2 separate regions of the Cricetulus griseus genome follow, and region 1 is linked to region 2. The links are chromatin contacts, called in public Hi-C maps. All regions are on one chromosome and are shown on one strand. The core of a region is the stretch at or near the end of the contact, and the rest is flanking DNA. Distances in the headings are between cores, read along the strand shown.

The links. Hi-C and Micro-C count contacts between places; a contact is called where the count stands out from the background.
Region 1: a Hi-C map of fibroblasts shows a contact between it and region 2, with 2.3 times the contacts expected there. The contact joins the promoter of Atxn1 here to the enhancer-like site in region 2. A contact is called at or near these places in 2 of 8 Hi-C or Micro-C datasets (the CHO-K1 cell line and fibroblasts).

The regions. Positions count from the first base shown.
Region 1 is chr3:265,667,184-265,669,929 of CriGri-PICRH-1.0, reverse strand. Atxn1 (ataxin-1) reads left to right here and starts at 1,443. Exons shown (of 7, transcript XM_027410018.2): 1 at 1,443-1,664.
Region 2 is chr3:265,507,982-265,510,812 of CriGri-PICRH-1.0, reverse strand. The region is part of intron 2 of Atxn1 (ataxin-1); the gene reads left to right. Among named protein-coding and RNA genes, the nearest start is that of Atxn1, 160 kb to the left of the region's middle. Within about 2 kb of position 1,287, at least 2 of the 6 cell types and tissues checked have open chromatin away from gene starts, as enhancers often do. A contact at or near this core is called in fibroblasts, where this site is marked.

The sequences.
Region 1 (2,746 bases), core at 194-2,693, 160 kb before region 2:
TATGTATCCTACCCCCCCCTCCGGGCTTTTTTTTTTTTTCTTCTGAAGTGCTGGCTCCACAATTCAGTAGTTTAAAAAGCTCACGCATTTCTCCTGGTGATTCTGTACGCTGCTTCAGACAGTGACTAACTGTTAGGTCATAAGTAAACGGAGCCAAAAGGTCTCTCAAATCCCGCTTACAGTCAATAATAGTGGCTTCCTACAAGACCGAGGGATCGGGTTTCTAGACTCTTAGTTCTAAGCACCTGAAAGAGGTCAGATGCTGGCCTGACACCTACTGGTTTTCGAGAATTATCTGCAGCAAAGGGAACTCGGCACTGAGCGACCCTTGTAGGGTTGTGCCCGCTCTTTCTCCGGGTGCCACACCTGTTGGCAAGGTACACTCCTCCGGGGAAGATTCCTTCCCACCGAGCTCACACCTGGCAGTGCTGTAGCGGAGGGGGTGGGTGGGGGGACTCTATGTCTGCGTTCAGCCACCAGGACCAGGGAAAGTTCCTTTGCCGTGGATTCCCGAGAACCGCCATCGAATGGTCGGGGCACCGGTTACCTCACTTCCGATGAAATGAGTGATTCCCTGTTAGCTGAGAAAGGAGTGAGCAGGTCGGCTCCCAGAGCTAGAACTGAGACGTCTGATTCCTACTGCAGATTTCTAGACCTGCAGAATTAGATAGGAGGGTCGGGAGGCTGCCAGCTTGTCCGGGCAGGAAAGGTGAGGGCGCCAGTGCAAACTGAGGAAGCCTGAGAACTTTCCCGAGTTGCAAGCCAAGGCGCGGGCCCAGAGTCGGGTTGCTCAGGGCTCACCGGCTGGAGGGTTAACAGCGAGGATACAGTGAGTCCTCTTAGACACACACCGGGGTGGCGGGGTGGGGGCACCAAGGTCACTTCGGGATTAGAGTCAGCCGACTTCCCCGCATCCTTGCTTATTTTACCAGGTGGGAACCGAAGCCTGACACCCGCTGCGGTGAGTCCTCCAGGCTGCGAGCGTTGCACCCTACACTCGCCCTGTCCCCTCCAACTAGGTTGCAAGGAGACGGGGAGGCGCGCGAGCTCCGACGGGTCACCACTCCAATGACCTCATCGCCCCAACTTCCCCTCCCCTTTCTCAAACCTGGAAGGCACAGTCCCCACGGGCCGATGTCCGGGATCCGGAGCCGCAGTTAGGGAGAGGCACCGGGCCTCCCCTGGAGGGAGGGACCGCTGCTCCGGCCGGGTGCACAGAAGGGTTAAGGGCGCGGGCCGGCAGCCGCGCCGTGCGCTCGCCGTGCTCTGTGCGGCTCGCCGGGCCGCCTGCCAGAGGGTGCCCCCCCCCCCCCATGAAGTCGGATCCTTGAGCTGTGGCGGCGGCAGCCAACTGCTCCATATTTGGCTTCTATTACACATTTACATACTGGAGCGAGCGAGCGAGCGCGAGAGAGAGCGCGAGGGAGGGAGGGCGGGCGGAGGGAGGAGGGAGGGGAGGGGGGAGGAGGAGGAGGAGAGAGCAGAGTATACCGCAGACATCATTTCTACTACAGTGGCGGAGCCGTACAGGACCTGTTTCACTGCAGGGGGATCCAAAACAAGCCCTGTGGAGCCGCAGCTAGAGCTACAGCAGCCGCAGGACACTGTGTCTCTCCCTCTGTCCCCCCTTCCCCACGCAACCCCAGATCCATTTACACTTTACAGTAAGTGGCTATTTTTTTTCCTCCTCTGATTCTTTCTCTCCCCCTCCCCCTTCCTCCTCTCCCCCCCCCTCGATTTAGATTAAAATCACCCCCTCCCTCACCCCAATCCTCTCTCTCCGGAGAGGGGCCAAAGAACATCCAGCGTACAATCTCCCCTCCCCCAGTCTCAATGGGCTACAAGGAAAACAGCTGGAAGAGGAGCGAAGGAAACCGACGCGTCGTGGTGTGTGTGCGTGTGTGTGTGTGTGTGAGTGTGTGTGTGTGTGTGTGTGCGTGTGCGCGCGCGCGTGTGTGTGAGTGTGTGTACATATACCCCTGCCGGGCTCCAGCCTCCCGGCTCGGGACCCCACTCTGGGCGCTGGAGCAGCGGGCCCGGGGAGCAGCCAGGGGTGGGCCGCCCCCAGGAGAGGGGGCGCGCCCGGGCAAGGGGCGCGGGTGGGGAGAGCGGCGGCGCCCCGCTCAGGCTGCTGCTGGCCCGGCGGCGGCGAGAGCCGAGAGCCTGGTCCTCCTCCCTCCTGGTGGCGCAGGGGGAGGCGGCAGCGGCTGAGGGTCGCGCTGCCCTCTTCGCTTTTGCAAATTCTCCCTCCCGGGAGGGGGCGGTGAGCGCCGCGGGGACTCGAGGGAGGGCTGGGCTTCCCCGCCCGGGGTCGCCTAGCTTGTGCGAGGCGACCCCAAGACTGGGGTCTCCCCGCCCAGGCCAGCCTCTGGGGACCGGGGACTTTGCGCACGGCCTGGGGGAGAGGAGAGGTGGCGGCGCAGGGGGCAGGGGCGCGCAGGCTATCGGAGCGCAGCGGGAGTGGCGGCGGGGACGGGCCCTGGCTGCAGCCGCCGCCACCGCCGCCCTGTTGGTGCGGCCGCTTCCTGATCCAAAGCAGCCGCCGCCGCCGCCGCCGCTGCCGGAGCCGGAGCCCGAGCTTCCCAGCCCGGCCCGGCCCGGCGTCCCAGCCGGCGCCCGAGGCAGCAGCCGAGGAGGGGCTCTGCCCTGCTCCGGGACTGCTCGGCTGCGCGGCGGCAGGGAGGGTGAATGAAGATGGGAGGAGGGGAAGGAGGAGGCGGCGGAGGAGGAGGCGCTGCGGGGATTG
Region 2 (2,831 bases), core at 38-2,537:
TTATCTCATAACTCATGCATCCACCACACCACACCACATCCACACGTCTTCTAATTTGTAAGTGAGTAATGCAGCACGCTCCGGCGCTGTCTGGGACACGAACCTGGTTGGTGATTTCAAAGTACTTCCATCCTCCTGGCAGGCTTTAACATGCACTGAAACCGCTTCTGAAAGGAGGGAGCACGACTCTCCCTGTTTTCACACATGCAGAGCATACACAGCTGCCTGATGCCACAAGTTAGGAAAGGTGAAGCATTTGATGCTTCGCTTGAAAAATTAAAAGGTTTAAAAGTAGCTTTCTTCAATTGGTTTCAGGATATAAAACTGCAGCTGGACAAGAGGCATGGACTCTGTGATGTCTTGAGGTCTACTGAGAGCATGATAAATATGGTTGATAACAATATGCTATATTTTAAAAGTTGTAAGATAGTATACTTTAAGTGTTCTCAAAACAAAAAAAGATGAATATGTGTGATATAACATGTTTATAAATGGTTTAATTTAGCCATGCCATTGTGAACATACTGTATTATGTATCATAATTGTGCATGACTTTATTTATGAGCTAAATGAATAGGAAAAAAGGAACATTAAGCACTAAAAAAAACCAAAAGTAGCTTTCTTTTTTTTTTCTTTTCTTTTTTTTTTTTTTTGAAGAGACAAAACAATGAGTGCCGTGTACTCCTAAGGAAACAGTGGCATGTTTCCAGACTGTTGATGGCAGGGGAGGTTGGGAGGGGTGGAGAGGAATTAGGAAATAGAGACCTCTGGGGCTTAGAGAGGCCCCTTTGGGGAAAAGGGGGAGTGATCTAGATAAACTTCACTTTCCCTGTTAGTCTGCAAAAGACAGAGGGTGCCCATCCATCCACCTGCGCCAAAATAGAGACTCAGGAGGTGTACCATTCTTTGCCAGTGCTGAGCACACACATGGCAATTCGCTATGGGGGCAATGGTGCCTTATCTCCCTTGGCGTGGATTGCATATGATTTACAGTTTGAGAACCCTGAAATGCCTGAAGACTTGCCACTCGCTGACTAAATTCCACCTGCAAACAAAGCAAAGCAAAACAATTTTCTACTTGCATTCCTCTTGAATTGCAGACAGTAGGTATTAAGTAACCAGCCAGCTCTCTGGCTGCATCCTGCTCTAGGGTCAGAATGGGGCCAAGGGAGAGGGTTGCTAGCTATGTTGTTGGGAGACTGGAAACAAACCGGAAGTTGTCCCCCTCCCCCACGCTCCTACCCTGTATCCTGCAGGCATGCAGCTTTCTTACTGTTGGTGCCCTGGTGACTCTGGGTGAGTCATTTACTCTCTGATCCTCCTTGAGGTGAACTATTAACGTTCTGCTTACATATGAAGGTGGAGGGGTTTGGGGCCCCCTTTGGACTCCCAGAGTAATCTCACAAACAAGCAAAATTTTTTTGCTTGAATCTCATCTCATCTGGCCTAGATTTTCAGCTTTCCAAATTATATGGAGATTATAAAGAAAGGCAAATAGAGGGGCCAGTAGCCCTTCCCTCCCCCCAAGATGGGTCATTTTATCCGAATTAGAACTTATGACTCGAGTCCCCAGGTCTCACTTCAGCCCCCGGAAGGATGGCTGACATTTCATTCACTCTGATTGGCATGTGCACTCAGGCTCGATGGAAGCTGTTTCCTGATTCATAGCTTAGAGGTGATTAAGCTTGTGAAGTACTTCAAGGCCATTACTCTCATTCATTTATTCCAGACAAACATTTGTTGTTGAATGAATGGTGACTTTGATTTAAAAACACCACCCAAGCATAAAACGCTGGCAGCTTGCAGATAGCAATTTTTTGATTTGCGCTCCTAAAGGAACTTCATTAGCAAACTCTCATGAATCTTGAACCTCTAGGAGAATAATCCCTGCCTTTGTTGGAGTTTTAAATTTAGAATAATCAGACAATAGTGAGACATTCTGTTCCAAGCATTCCTTTTAGGCTACCCATTTATTATACCCACTCCTAAGAGAAGATGGATTTGATTCGAGAGGAACGTTCACTCTGGGGACTTTTTTTGCATAGCTAATACCAGGGAGAAATTTTCTAAAAGTTGTGTCTGCTGCTTAATATTATTAGACAGGCAACTTTTAATTATCTGTGCTAATGTGGCATGATCAGTGGTGTGTATACTCCAAGATCGTTTCCTTTGGCTTTGGGGAGCATTGTATGATGCTTTTGGTTTTTGCGTGCTTTTGCTTAGGTATTAAAATTACACCACATTCTTGGTGTTCCCATAGATAGAAAGTAAACAGGAGAGGAAGGGTCAGCTAGCGTTCTAGAATTCACTGCCAATAACACACAATATGAGTCATCTCGGGGCTATTAATGATTTGTGTTTGTATGTTATTAGTTCGTGTGCACATGCATGTGTGTGGGCATAGGTGTGGAGGTCAGAGGTCAACTTTGGGTAGCATTCCTCAGGACACCATCCACGTTATTTTTGGGGGGACTGTCTCTATGTGGCCTGGAAACTTGCTGATTAGTCTAGGCTGGCTAACTTTTAAGCCATCCCAGTGTTGGGGTTCCAAGAGCACCACCCCACCTGGCTCTAAAAATGTAGGTTCTGAAGATGGAACTCAGAGCCTTGTGCTTACATGGTGAATATTTTACAAACGGAGCTCTCTCTCCAGCCCTATTTATCAAGATTGGTAGAAAGTAACAGTGATTAGATCTCAACAACAATCTTCCTAAGAACAAAGCCCAAATCATTCCACCACATTCAAGACATCCATGTGTGATGCCTTATTCATTTGGAAGGTTGTTTTACTTTGGAGACAGGGTCTTAATACGGATCTCCAAGTGCCCTTA